2 separate regions of the Canis lupus genome follow, and region 2 is linked to region 1. A link is a contact called in public Hi-C data. All regions are on one chromosome and are shown on one strand. The core of a region is the stretch at or near the end of the contact, and the rest is flanking DNA. Distances in the headings are between cores, read along the strand shown.

Region 1 (2,700 bases), core at 48-2,547:
GAGACAACCCTTCCCTCTCACCTCACCTCTGCCCAAAGTCTAAAAGATCCTTCAATGACAAACCTAAAGTTACCTCCTTTCTGTGGCTTTCCCTAACATCCATCAGACAATCACGCCATATTACTGTTACTTAAGAACATGTGTCTTTCTCCCTTCTAAGACAAGGAGTTCCCTGAGGATGAGGGCTGTGTCTTTTTTTTTATCTTTATATCCCTGGCCTCACATGTGGAAGACACATCACTGAACTGAACTGAAATGAAGTAAGAATGGAATGAAAAAGTTCAATAAAGGTGACTACGTCCAATTGAAAACAAGAGAGTCAGGGAGGAATGGGGTGGGCAAAGAGAACTTGGCCTCACCTGTAATATGGAAACAAGAAGAAATCATTTGTGTATGTATCACTTATACAATTGAAAATTACTTTTAAAAAACTGATAGCTACAAGCACACAAATAATCTACAAAGCAGGTAATCTAAAAAATAATTTTCCCCTGGTTTTCTCATATGCATTTGAAAAAAAGCTGGTTTGAAAGAAAACTTTTCTAGTTATCTTAAAAGGCTAAGAACACAGTGGGAGTTATACTCCCATTGTAAATAAACAGCACATCCATCAAGAACAAAAGGTGGCAGACTATGGGTACCAGAAAGAGGGAAAGAAAACCAAGGCTAACTGGTCCTTCTTATGCCTCTGGGTTCCTCTAAGAGCTTAATTTACTCCAACTCTTCTGCAAGCAGAAAATTAAGAGTCAATTGTGTACTAAATTTCCCGTTAGACTGGTTGCCTACTCTCTGGAGCCCAGGTCTGTTTTTATCACAGATATGGTCCAACACCTTCCTGCAAGATTGTTTAAAGAAAGAAACTCTTTCAAAACTGTTATTATGCTGACAAGTGGTTCTGTCTCCTCTGTGGACGAGTCGGTTTTTAGGCCAAGACTAAAATGACAGAAGCATTTGTCCAGTTAGGAGCAGCCAAACTGAGTCCCTGCCAAAGGCGTGCCCTTGGCTTCCAGAGTCGTTCGGGAGGGCCACTCAAGTGAGTCATTTGAGTTTCTAGGCAACGATACTTTGAATGAGGTTAAAAATGCTTTCAGTTTGCAAAAGAGCAGGAAAGTTGGACTGGGAATAGCTGGGTGAAAAAAAAAAAGTGCTTTATGGGATTTTAAGAGGCCACCATGGGGTGGTGCATCCAGGTGGGGCATCCCAACTTCCCTCTGAATTACAAATATTTCCCTTAACCACAGCAAGGGCACAGAAGACACCCGAATGCTCCTGCCACCGTGCCAACCCACAGCAGGGCTCCAGTTCTGACTACAGTGCCCACTGGGAGTAGTTAAGAATATGAGCTCTGGAGTCTGACTCATTGAGAGTCCCTAGTCTGCAACCAGCTGGTTATATGAGTTACTTACCCAGCTAAGTCTCTGATGTGCTCACCCCTTCTACAAATACAGTTGATCCTTGAACAACATGGAGGTGAGGGGCACTGACTGCTCTCATACAGTCAAAAACTTACATAGAACTTTTTGGCTCCCCAAAAGCCTGACTACTAATAGCCTACTGTTGACCAGAAGCCTTACTGAGAACATAAGCAGTTAATTAACACATATTTTATGTATTTCATTCTTATAATAGGCTAGAGAAGACAAAGTGTTATTAAGAAAATCATAAGGAAGAGAAAACACATTTACAGTACTGTATCAAAGAAAATCTGCATGTAAGGGACCTGAGCAGTTCAAACACATATTGCTTAAGGGTCGGCTGTATTTACTAAATGCCATGCTGTGGGTCCAGCCTGGTACAGGGATATAGCAGAGAAACATGCATTCTATCCTCATGAGGCTTGCACACTAGTGGGGCTAGTGGTGTGTGGTAGAGACTGCAGACAGTCTGCCCCTCCTCCTCCCAGGTATGGGCTGCCCTGCTGGAGACCACAGGCTGTGAGGACACAAAGGCGTAGGCAGCGAAGGCATGCAGGGAAGGGCTTAGTTCCAGGGGGCTGCAGCTATGCTGTGTTTGTCACTGTCGTCCAGGGTCACCTCTAAGAAGCCCACAGTGCTGCACACTGGCACTACTCCTTTCTGGGAAGCAGTTAAAGCCTTGAGCTTTTAGTGGCCTAAATCTCCAGCATTCCATGTCCCCAGGGGTAAGGATGAGAGAAACTATGTGAGAGCCTCAAAAAAATAATGACAAGCCTTTGTACTCTTAGGGAAGTCAGTGTTGTACATTGAAAACTTGCAGATTAGCCATAGGTCCCATTCCTCTTCTCCTCCTTCTGGTCTTTATTCCTCACTCTCTGCAGCAGACACTTGCTTTGTGCCCCACATCACCCTCTCCCCCTCCTTCTGGCCACAGCACCCCAATTTGGTCTGGGGGAAATCATCTCCTCTCTCTCAGACCAGGTGCTGCAGGGAAAGCAGACTCACTCTGGCTCCAGGAACTGAACATACATCTCAAGCTCCAGTTCCTTCCCCTCTGGCCACCATGACTGATTCAAGAATGTGTTTTGACCTACAGCCATGCCAACTGGAGCCAATGAGGCTCAATTCTGGGGTCATTATTTGGGTTAACAGTAAAGCCAATACCTTGTTTTTCACTTGACTGCAATGTGGAAAGATACAGGCTGGAGCTGAAGCTGTCTTGCCATGATAGAAAAGAGCCTATCTGTGATGACAGCCAGCCCAAAGGAAGGCAGTGTTGAAGAGT
Region 2 (2,700 bases), core at 171-2,670, 83 kb after region 1:
CTCAGAGTCCAACACGGGGCTGGGTCTCACCACCCTGAGATCACGGCCTGGGCTGAAATCAAGCGTCGGAAGCCCAACCGTCTGAGCCACCCGAAAAACTAGTATTTTTATTGTTTAAAATAACATAGGTCAGAACACGGGACGATGACCTCGGGGAACTTCATGCCGGGCTTTGTTTCAGCAGGAGTAACTCCTTTCCCTAACAGGGATACCTGAAGGGCCAGGTGGTGGCTCTCAGACACCTAAGGCTGCAAACGGGCTCCAACCTAACACCCTTGTTTTACCAACGGGAAGACTGAATCTCAGGAAGAGGCCACCCCTCCCACCGCCCCAGCTCACACACTGGGAGATGGAGCCCACGATTTCCTTCTCTTCTCCCCGCAGATTTGCTTAGGCTCCACCCCCGGCCCAAGCACATTTGCGAAACGCCGGGAGCAAGCACAGGGTCACCGCAGAGCGCCCGGGGGCCGGGGCCGGGGCCGCGAGCTCGCCGAGCGCAGGGGGGCGGCCCTCCTCCTGCTGAGCGTGTGCGCCCAGCACCCGGGGCAACACCTGTTGGGCAACGTGGTGGGGAAACCCGACCGATCTGTGTTTAAATACCTGGTAATGTTCTGTTGAAACGCCTGTTAGCAATCCGGCCTGTGCCCTGGTGCCCTCCGAGTCACTCCTAGAAATGCAGAAGCGGGACTCCTGGGTGTCTCCGCGGTGGAGCATCTGCCTTCGGCTCAGGGCGTGATCCCGGGGTCCTGGGATCGAGTCCCATCTCCGGCTTCCCGCAGGGAGCCTGCTTCTCCCTCTGCCTTGTCTCTGCCTCTGTGTGTGTGTCCCTCGTGAATAAATCAATAAAATCTTTAAAAACCCCACTCAGGAGCCTCGGTCTTTCTCACTTGCTGGCATGGTCCTGGTTGGCTGGTGTTGGGAGAGTCCCCGTTGTTGGAAGCCGGCAGGCAGGGAGGAAAAGCACCTGGCATCAGGAAGCTGGTCCTAGTTCTGGTTGCCTTCTGTCTCTGGGCCCCTGTCCGTCCTCCAGTCTGTGAAGGGAGACGTGCAGTGATGCCATGATCTCCAACTTCTCTCCCAGCTGCAACTCTCTTTGACTTTCTCATTGTGCGGGATTCTTTGGGAGCTTTCCGCGAGTAGGAACTCTCCCCGAGGGAAGAAGGACTAAATCGTGGCAGACCCGGGGGAGGGGGGGATGAAGATGACTTCTGTCTTAACCAAGGCTGTATTCCTAGATCCCATTAGAGTCTGGCACCCACAGGGTTTTCTTTCTTATTGGGGTGCGGAACGGGATTTGTTAGATGCGTGGCAGGGGAGAGTCAGGCTGGACTGACATCTCGCATAACCTCTTATGAAGTCTGTCTGCCCTCGCAAGAGGCCTGGCTGCACCAGCAAGCGATCGGGGGTGGTTCTCAAACTCTCTACCTGTGAGCTGGGGAGTAGCCCCGCCCGCGGGTCAGGCCGCGTGGGTCGCAGATGCCGCTCGAAGCGAGGACTCAGCGCCATCTGGTGTCTCAGTTGGGAACACTGATTTCTTTTTTTCCTTTTTAGCCATTGTATTTCACAAAGGAGGGATGGGATCTAGTCGTACCATTGAAATATACCAAGAAAATCCACTATTATTTTTTAAGTAGGCTCCATGCCCCATGTTGGCCTTGGACCCACGACCCTGAGATCCAGAGTCACATCCTCTACCGACTGAGCCAGCCAAGAGCCCTGAAAATCCACGATTTAAAGACCAACGAGGGCAGCCCGGGTGGCTCAGCAGTTTAGCGCAGCCTTCAGCCCGGGGCGTGATCCTGGACTCCCAGATCGGGGTTGAGTCCCACATCGGGCTCCCTGCATGCAGCCTGCTTCTCCCTCTGTCTGTGTCTCTGTCTCTCTCTCTCTCTCATGAATAAATAAATAAAATCTTAAAAAAATAAAAAAAGACCAATGAGTGTATTAATATGTGATATAAACACCTTTGTTATATGAATACTCTCCCTCTAATTAGCTCCCTCTGAAAACTTAGACAATGATAAAGGGTTTTGTTGATCTGAATCTTTTGTTAGTAGAAGCTTAGAGTGTCTTAAGACCCTTTATCCTTTCCATGTCCAGCTAGTTCAGAAAGGCAGGAACTGACCCTTAGAGCAGCTCAGTCCAGTGTCGCGTGCTTAGTTATTAACTTCAGCAGTAGCCACCCATAATTGTGTATCTGTGTTTTATATCATGAGTCAAATCAAATACATATTACCTCACTTAACCCTGGCAATTATTTTAGGGAGTAAGAATGGCCATCTCTGATTTGCTAGCCAGTCACTGTAGCTAAGAAAGCTTCATTAACTTGCCCTGAGTTCACACAGCTAGTAGGATCAGGATTCAGACTCACACCTGTTTATCTCTATTGACTGTTCTCTGTCCACTAGAAATCATACTTCCTTTCCCATAGAGATAAAAATCGGCACCCCATAATGTCCAAGGACACAACTTTATATACTTGTACTGTGTATATAATATTGGAGGCTAAGAAATTAGGTTCTGGAGCCAGAGTGAGTCCACATCCCAGCCATATCACTTTCCATCTGATGTAGGGAAAGTTATGGAAGCTCCTATGCCTCAGTTTCCCTTTATACATGGGGATAATGCTAATGATACCACCTACCTCATAGAGTTGGCTAAGGCTCAAATAGTTATTACATCCAAGGTGCTTAGAACAGT

Evidence for each region. A called contact is a pair of places that touch in the nucleus more often than the background predicts.
Region 2: a Hi-C map of skin fibroblasts shows a contact between it and region 1, with 2.9 times the contacts expected there. The contact joins two enhancer-like sites. A contact is called at or near these places in 5 of 9 Hi-C or Micro-C datasets (amygdala, blood, liver and 1 more).

What each region holds. Positions count from the first base shown.
Region 1 is chr10:33,374,299-33,376,998 of UU_Cfam_GSD_1.0, forward strand. The region is part of intron 10 of TCP11L2 (T-complex protein 11-like protein 2); the gene reads right to left. Among named protein-coding and RNA genes, the nearest start is that of POLR3B, 13 kb to the left of the region's middle. Within about 2 kb of position 1,298, at least 9 of the 20 cell types and tissues checked have an H3K27ac peak or open chromatin away from gene starts, as enhancers often do.
Region 2 is chr10:33,457,456-33,460,155 of UU_Cfam_GSD_1.0, forward strand. No RefSeq gene overlaps it. Among named protein-coding and RNA genes, the nearest start is that of CKAP4, 16 kb to the left of the region's middle. Within about 2 kb of position 1,421, at least 3 of the 20 cell types and tissues checked have an H3K27ac peak or open chromatin away from gene starts, as enhancers often do.